2 separate regions of the Sus scrofa genome follow, and region 1 is linked to region 2. The links are chromatin contacts, called in public Hi-C maps. All regions are on one chromosome and are shown on one strand. Each heading gives the region's core, a stretch centred on a gene start, on an enhancer-like site or on the middle of the called end of the contact. The rest is flanking DNA. Distances are from core to core; before and after follow the strand shown.

Evidence for each region. Hi-C and Micro-C count contacts between places; a contact is called where the count stands out from the background.
Region 1: a contact with region 2 is called in a Hi-C map of alveolar macrophages, with 2.2 times the contacts expected there. The contact joins two enhancer-like sites. A contact is called at or near these places in 3 of 5 promoter capture datasets (fetal liver and liver), 4 of 47 Hi-C or Micro-C datasets (alveolar macrophages, embryonic fibroblasts and fetal skeletal muscle) and 2 of 2 datasets of contacts at active chromatin or transcription factors (alveolar macrophages and skeletal muscle).

Annotation. Positions count from the first base shown.
Region 1 is chr10:24,853,496-24,856,374 of Sscrofa11.1, reverse strand. No RefSeq gene overlaps it. Among named protein-coding and RNA genes, the nearest start is that of RABIF, 12 kb to the left of the region's middle. Within about 2 kb of position 1,399, at least 2 of the 83 cell types and tissues checked have an H3K27ac peak or open chromatin away from gene starts, as enhancers often do. A contact at or near this core is called in alveolar macrophages, where this site is marked.
Region 2 is chr10:24,745,631-24,748,763 of Sscrofa11.1, reverse strand. KDM5B (lysine-specific demethylase 5B) reads left to right here. Exons shown (of 27, transcript XM_021064567.1): 23 at 2,623-3,108. Among named protein-coding and RNA genes, the nearest start is that of SYT2, 20 kb to the right of the region's middle. Within about 2 kb of position 1,368, at least 1 of the 83 cell types and tissues checked has an H3K27ac peak or open chromatin away from gene starts, as enhancers often do. A contact at or near this core is called in alveolar macrophages, where this site is marked.

The DNA.
Region 1 (2,879 bases), core at 150-2,649, 110 kb before region 2:
AGCTGTAGCCGCAGGCATACACCACAGCCACAGCAATGCGGGATCCGAGCCACGTCTGTGATCTACACCACAGCTCAGGGCAATGCCGGATCCCTAACCCACTGAGCAAGGCCGGGGATCGAACCTGCAACCTGATGGTTCCTAGTCGGATTCGTTAACCAGTGCGCCACGACAGGAACTCCAAGGTTTTATATTTTTTAAATAATAATTTTCCAAACTGTAGGAAAGTGGTGAGACTGGTGCAGTTAACACCTGCATACCCACTAGCTGGATTCAGCATCTAAGTCCACTGTTTGTTTTGCTGCACTGACTCATTCAAACTCACTTTTACCTATCACGGAACACACAAATCTGTCTTTGTGACTAATAAGACTAATAATGCGTCCCCCAAATAATACCTAATCGGTATTCAAACTTTCCCAGCTGCCATAAAGTTTCTTTCGTCAGTTTTTCAGTCATTTTTTATTACTCAATGAATTTATTACATTTATATTTGTACAATGATCATCACAATCCAATTTTATAGCATTTCCATCCCACACCGCCAGCGCATCCCCCTACCCCCCAAACTGTCTCCTTTGGAAACCATAAGTTTTTCAAAGTCTGTGAGTCAGTATCTGTTCTCCAAAGAAGTTCAGTGTGTCCTTTTTTCAGATTCCACATGTCAGTGAAAGCATTTGATGTTGCAGTTTTTCAGTCATGACACAACCCAGGACCAGGCGTTGTATTGTTTGCCTCTTAAGTCTTTTAATGTAAAGCAGTCACCTCTTTTCTCAATGGTGACTGCAAAGGGACTCATCTCAGCATCTTGAATGTCCCACATTCTGGATTTCTCTTTCCCAGTGGTGACCAGCACATTGCTCTGTCCACAGTTCTCACAAGATGGCACCAGGTACAGAAGGTGACACTGGCCATGTGGGCACTGTGCCCTGGTGTGTGGGCATAAGCTCCCTGTGGCCTGAGGACCCGGCCCCTCTGGTGAAGGACCACAAAGAAGGGGCAAGGTGTCCCGAGATGGTGAGAACAAGAGCAAGGCCCGGGGTGCTGTCGCCTGCCTCTCCCTGGCTTTGCCTCTGTCGTTCCACTCTTCCCTATGCCCTGCAAATACAGTTGATTTGGCAAGTGCTGCTGTGTGCCAATGACATGGGGGCCTGCCCTGGCAGCAGGCTGGGGCATCTCCTTCCTTCCGAGATCGGCAGGGCAGCCTCCGCCCCCAGGGGTGTCCGGTGGAGGACCAGCCCAGAAGTTCTGGGAGAACAGACACCCACAGAGGTGTTCAGGCAGGAGACACCTCAAGGAAGCTGAGGGGCTACAGGTGTAGCCAAAGCCCTGGACCCAAGTCTGTCTCAGCCTCAAGGCTGGAAGGAGTCAGCCCCTGTGCTCCCCACTCTCGGCAGCAGAGGGCAGTAGAAGGCAAGGGGCCAGCTGCTTATAGGCTCCACCTGATGCTTATTAAGGCACAGGGTCCCAAAGTCCCAGCCTTTAGCTGCGAACCCCTGAACCCCTGAAATAATTCATAAAGTGCCTATGAGCCTTGCTCCCCACAGTTAGGAAGCAGATGGCACATCACTTACAGGTGGGCAGAGCAAGCTGGACCACTTGGACAAAGTCGCTGCTGCCGTTTCCCCCTCGTAGCCCCAAAATGGACTAGATGTCCATCATGTGCTCTTTTCCCACCTCCCATTCTTTTTGTGTCTTTGAACTAAGCAGGGAGGATCTTTGTTAAAGCTGGGCTGGACCCCCACCTCCAAGCTCCAGATAGCGCCAAGCCCTTTGGTCCCCAGGGAGATTCCTTTCCTTGGTGCCGTGGGGATGGAAAGTGTAAGTATTGCCTTAAAGTTGTGGTCCGAACCTAGGGACCTTTGGAGCAGCATGGAGGGCTCCCCTTAGTGCCAGGGCATAAAGGAAGCACTATCCTGGCTAGAGCCATGGGACTGCGGCCCTGGCCACAGCCAAGGCCTGAACCCAGGTGACTTCCGCAGGTGCCACCACTGTCCCTTGTTACCTAATCCAGTAGCCAGGAGCCCTGTGGAAAGTTGGCTCCGTGCAGAGTAGGGGCTTATCCAGCTGGCGACCCAGACAGAAGACACGAAGGAATTGGCACAGCTGAAGGCCTGGGGCATCTGGCCTATGTGACAGGCTGAACAAAAAATTCCAGAAGGTACAGTTGGGGCGGAAGGCTGAGACTGCCATGGTACCTGGTTTTGAGCTGGTTCCTCGCCTGAGCTATGTCCGGGGTGGCTGACACCAGAGCCTGCCTTTTTTTTTTTTTTTTTAAATTTTTTTTTAAGAGCTGCAGGTGAGGCATGTGGAAGTTTCCAGTCTAGGAGTCAAATCAGAACTGTAGCTGCTGGCCTACACCACAGCCACAGCAACACGTGATTGGAGCCAAGTTTGTGACCTACGCCACAGCTCATGGCAACGCCAGATCCTTAACCCACTGAGCGAGGCCAGGGATCGAACCCACATCCTCACAGAGCCTAGTCAAGTTCATTAACTGCTGAGCCAGGAAGGGAGCTCCTATTTATTTATTTATTTATTTGTTTGTTTGTTTGTTTGTTTGTTTATTTTTCTGTTTAGGGCCTAACCTGTGGCATATGGAGGTTCCTAGGCCAGGGGTCTAATCAGAGCTGCATCTGCCAGCCTACACCACAGCCACAGCAACTCCAGATCCAAGCTGCATCTGTGACCCATACCGCAGTTCACAGCAACTCCGGACCTTAACCCACTGTGTGAGGCCAGGGATGGAACCCACGTCTTTGTGGATACTAGTCGGGTTCTTAACCTGCTGAACCACAGTGAGACCAGAGCCTGTAGATGAGTGCTCCCCAGGATACACTCCTCTTCTGTTGGGTGTCTGAGGACAGGTTTCTGCATGT
Region 2 (3,133 bases), core at 119-2,618:
CAATTGGAGCTGGAGCTGCCAGCCTACACCATAGCCACAGCAACACTGGATCTGAGCTGCACCTGCAACCCACACTACATCTTGTGGCAACACCAGATCCTTAACCCACTGAGTGAGGCCGGGGATTGAAACAATGTCCTCATGGGACACTATGCTGGGTTCTTAACCTGCTGAGCCACAATGGAAAGTCTTCTCTATTTTATTATTTATTTATTTATTGTTCCTTGTCTATTTAGGGTCACACCTGTGACATATGGAGGTTCCCAGGCCAGGGGTCCAATCAGAGCATCTGCACCTGAGCCTGAACCAAATGTGATCTTTCTTGGTTCAAGCACCTTCCCAGTCTGTTCCACTGTAGCTGACTGACCTCTCTTGTGATTGATGTGGGATTGCTCTGATGTGTTTGTGGTTTTTTGTTTGTTTGTTTTTAGGGCTGCACCTGTGGCACATGGAGGTTCCCAGGCTAGGGGTTGAATCGGAGCTGTAGCTGCCCGCCTACACCACAGCCACAGCAACATCAGATCCGAGCCTCATCTGTGACCTACACCACCGCTCACAGTAATGCCAGATCCTTAACGCACTGAGCAAGGCCGGGGATTGAACCTGCAGTCTCATTGGTTCCTAGTCGGATTTGTTTCCACTGCGCCACAATGGGAACTCCTCATATTTGTGTATTTTGCCACAGACTTTCTTGGCATATTTATCCCTTCCTTCAGCTACTAATCAGATACAGCTGATTAGATTGCCTGAGCATCATTTTGGTGTTTTCAGGGTGCTGTTTTCCACTGTCAAGTGGTTCATTTTTGTTAAGATACTGTCCATCTCAAGCTTTGCTTCTCTAGTTTTTGCTGATCTAGTCTGGGACTCCTTGTACGTTACCTTTTGATTGCTTTGTTATCACATAACCTGTATGTACTCCTGTACATTGTTATCATCTGTAAAGATTAGAGGATTCTTTTTTTTTTTTTTTTTTTTTTGCCCTTTAGGTGGAAGTTCCCAAGCTAGGGGTCAAATCAGAACTGCAGCCACCGGTCTGCATTATAGCCACAGCAACGCCAGATCCAAGTCACATCCATGACCTACACCACAGCTCATGGCAACGCCGGATCCTTACCCCACCAAGCAAGGCCAGGGATTGAACCTGCATCCTCATGGATACTGGTCAGATTTGTTTCCCCTGAGCCACAACAGGAACTCCCAGGAGGAACTTTAAAATATGCCAAAGGTTTGTTAGTTGGTTTACTTCTTGATCTTTTTGTTTCTTTCCTAATCCCTCATTTCTATATTTTCTTCTCCAGTCCAAAGAGGCAGTGGAGAGTCACTCTGGCCCTAGGACTCAGGTTCCTCATCTGGTGAATCATGATGGATCTGAGAGTGGGTGGATGTGATCATTGGGAGTAGTTTCACTGTAACAAATTAACATTTTTAGGACCTGGAAATAGGATTGTAAAAGGAGTAGTTCCTACATGTTGTTTCTGGCATGGAAAGCATAAAATCTATGCTTTCCTCCATATTGCTGTATTTCACCCTCAGTGAAGTACTAGGACTATGGTGGTCTAGCCTTTCTTTTATTGTGGAAGATGGATTGTTACGTTCCAGGCAGGTGGGCAACTTGACATAGCTGGTGGCTTGCATTTGTCACCCTTAGACTCTGTTTTTACCTCATGGTGCAACGTGAGTGAATCTGTAGCTCCTGGGTGGGCTTATATAGTGGATGAGTGCTAGTCTGCTCATGTGGAAGCACCACTTATGCACAGCTTGTTCATCCTGCTTAGAAAGATATTCAGTATCACTTCAGCTTTTTCCTGTGAAGTTGATTATGTTTGTGTTTTCAAGTTGTTTATACAGGTTAACTGAACTCAGAACTTTCCTGGGACATAGCTCTTGTTTTAATAGAGAGGAAAGACTTTGCAATGAGGGTACTTGGCTCTTGCTGCAGAAAAGCAACTTTTGTCTCTGGCCAAATGATCTTACAGCATGAGTATGCCCAGGTGTGTGTGCACAAGAGAAGTCTGATGTCTTGGTTCTATTTAATTTTTCATGAAGGATCCAATTTCATTGCTTCAGTTCCAGTGTCCAGCACAAATGTAAGGCCCTAATGTTAAAGGCAATAAGAGACACAGGTTACTATGGCTACTTAAGAGACTTTCTCATGTAAAGTACTTTTCCAGAAAACACAAAAGCTAGTGGAACTGAAAACAAATGGAAAGCCTCAGAAATTAGTACCTGTAATTACCTGAGAAAAACCTGTGTCTTTCAAGAGAGGTAAGTTTTCTAGATGATACATGTGTACGGACATTGGACTTGGAGGCATGGGGTATGCTGAGTAATTGCTTACACTCTATTCCTTGCCAGAGAGTGTTTTGTCACTCATGTCTCATTGCGTTGTCACTGCAGCCCTGTGAGAGGGGCGCTCCTGTTTCATACGTGTGGAAATTCAGCCACCGTGGAATATATTGCCCAAGGTCTCCCACACAGCTTAGTGAGGTGGAGCTAGGAATTGAACATAGTCTGCTCTGGACACCTCTTTGCCCCCCATATTCTTAGCCCCCAGGACCCTTGAGTTTTAGGAGAAGGCAGGGTTCTCTGGGACACTGTCCTTGACTGTTACTTTCCTTCTAGATGGCAACCCTCGGGGAAGCTCGCTTACGGGAAATGGAGGCCTTGCAGTCTCTCAGACTAGCCAATGAAGGGAAGCTGCTGTCACCTGTCCAGGATGTGGACATGAAGGTCTGCCTGTGTCAGAAGGCCCCGGCTGCCCCCATGATCCAGTGTGAACTCTGCAGGGATGCTTTCCACACTAGCTGTGTGGCAGTGCCCAGCATTTCGCAGGGCCCCCGAATCTGGCTTTGTCCCCACTGTCGGAGGTCAGAGAAACCCCCGCTAGAGAAAATTCTGCCCCTGCTGGCCTCTCTCCAGCGCATTCGAGTTCGGCTTCCTGAGGGCGATGCACTTCGGTATATGATTGAAAGAACCGTGAACTGGCAGCACAGAGCTCGGCAGCTGCTTTCGTCAGGGAACCTCAAGCCTGTGCAGGACCGCGTGGGCTCAGGACTATTATGTGGCAGGTGGCAGGCTACAGCGGTACAGGTGCCAGATACAAGCAAGGTGAGTTCCAGGCTCTGCTCAGCTC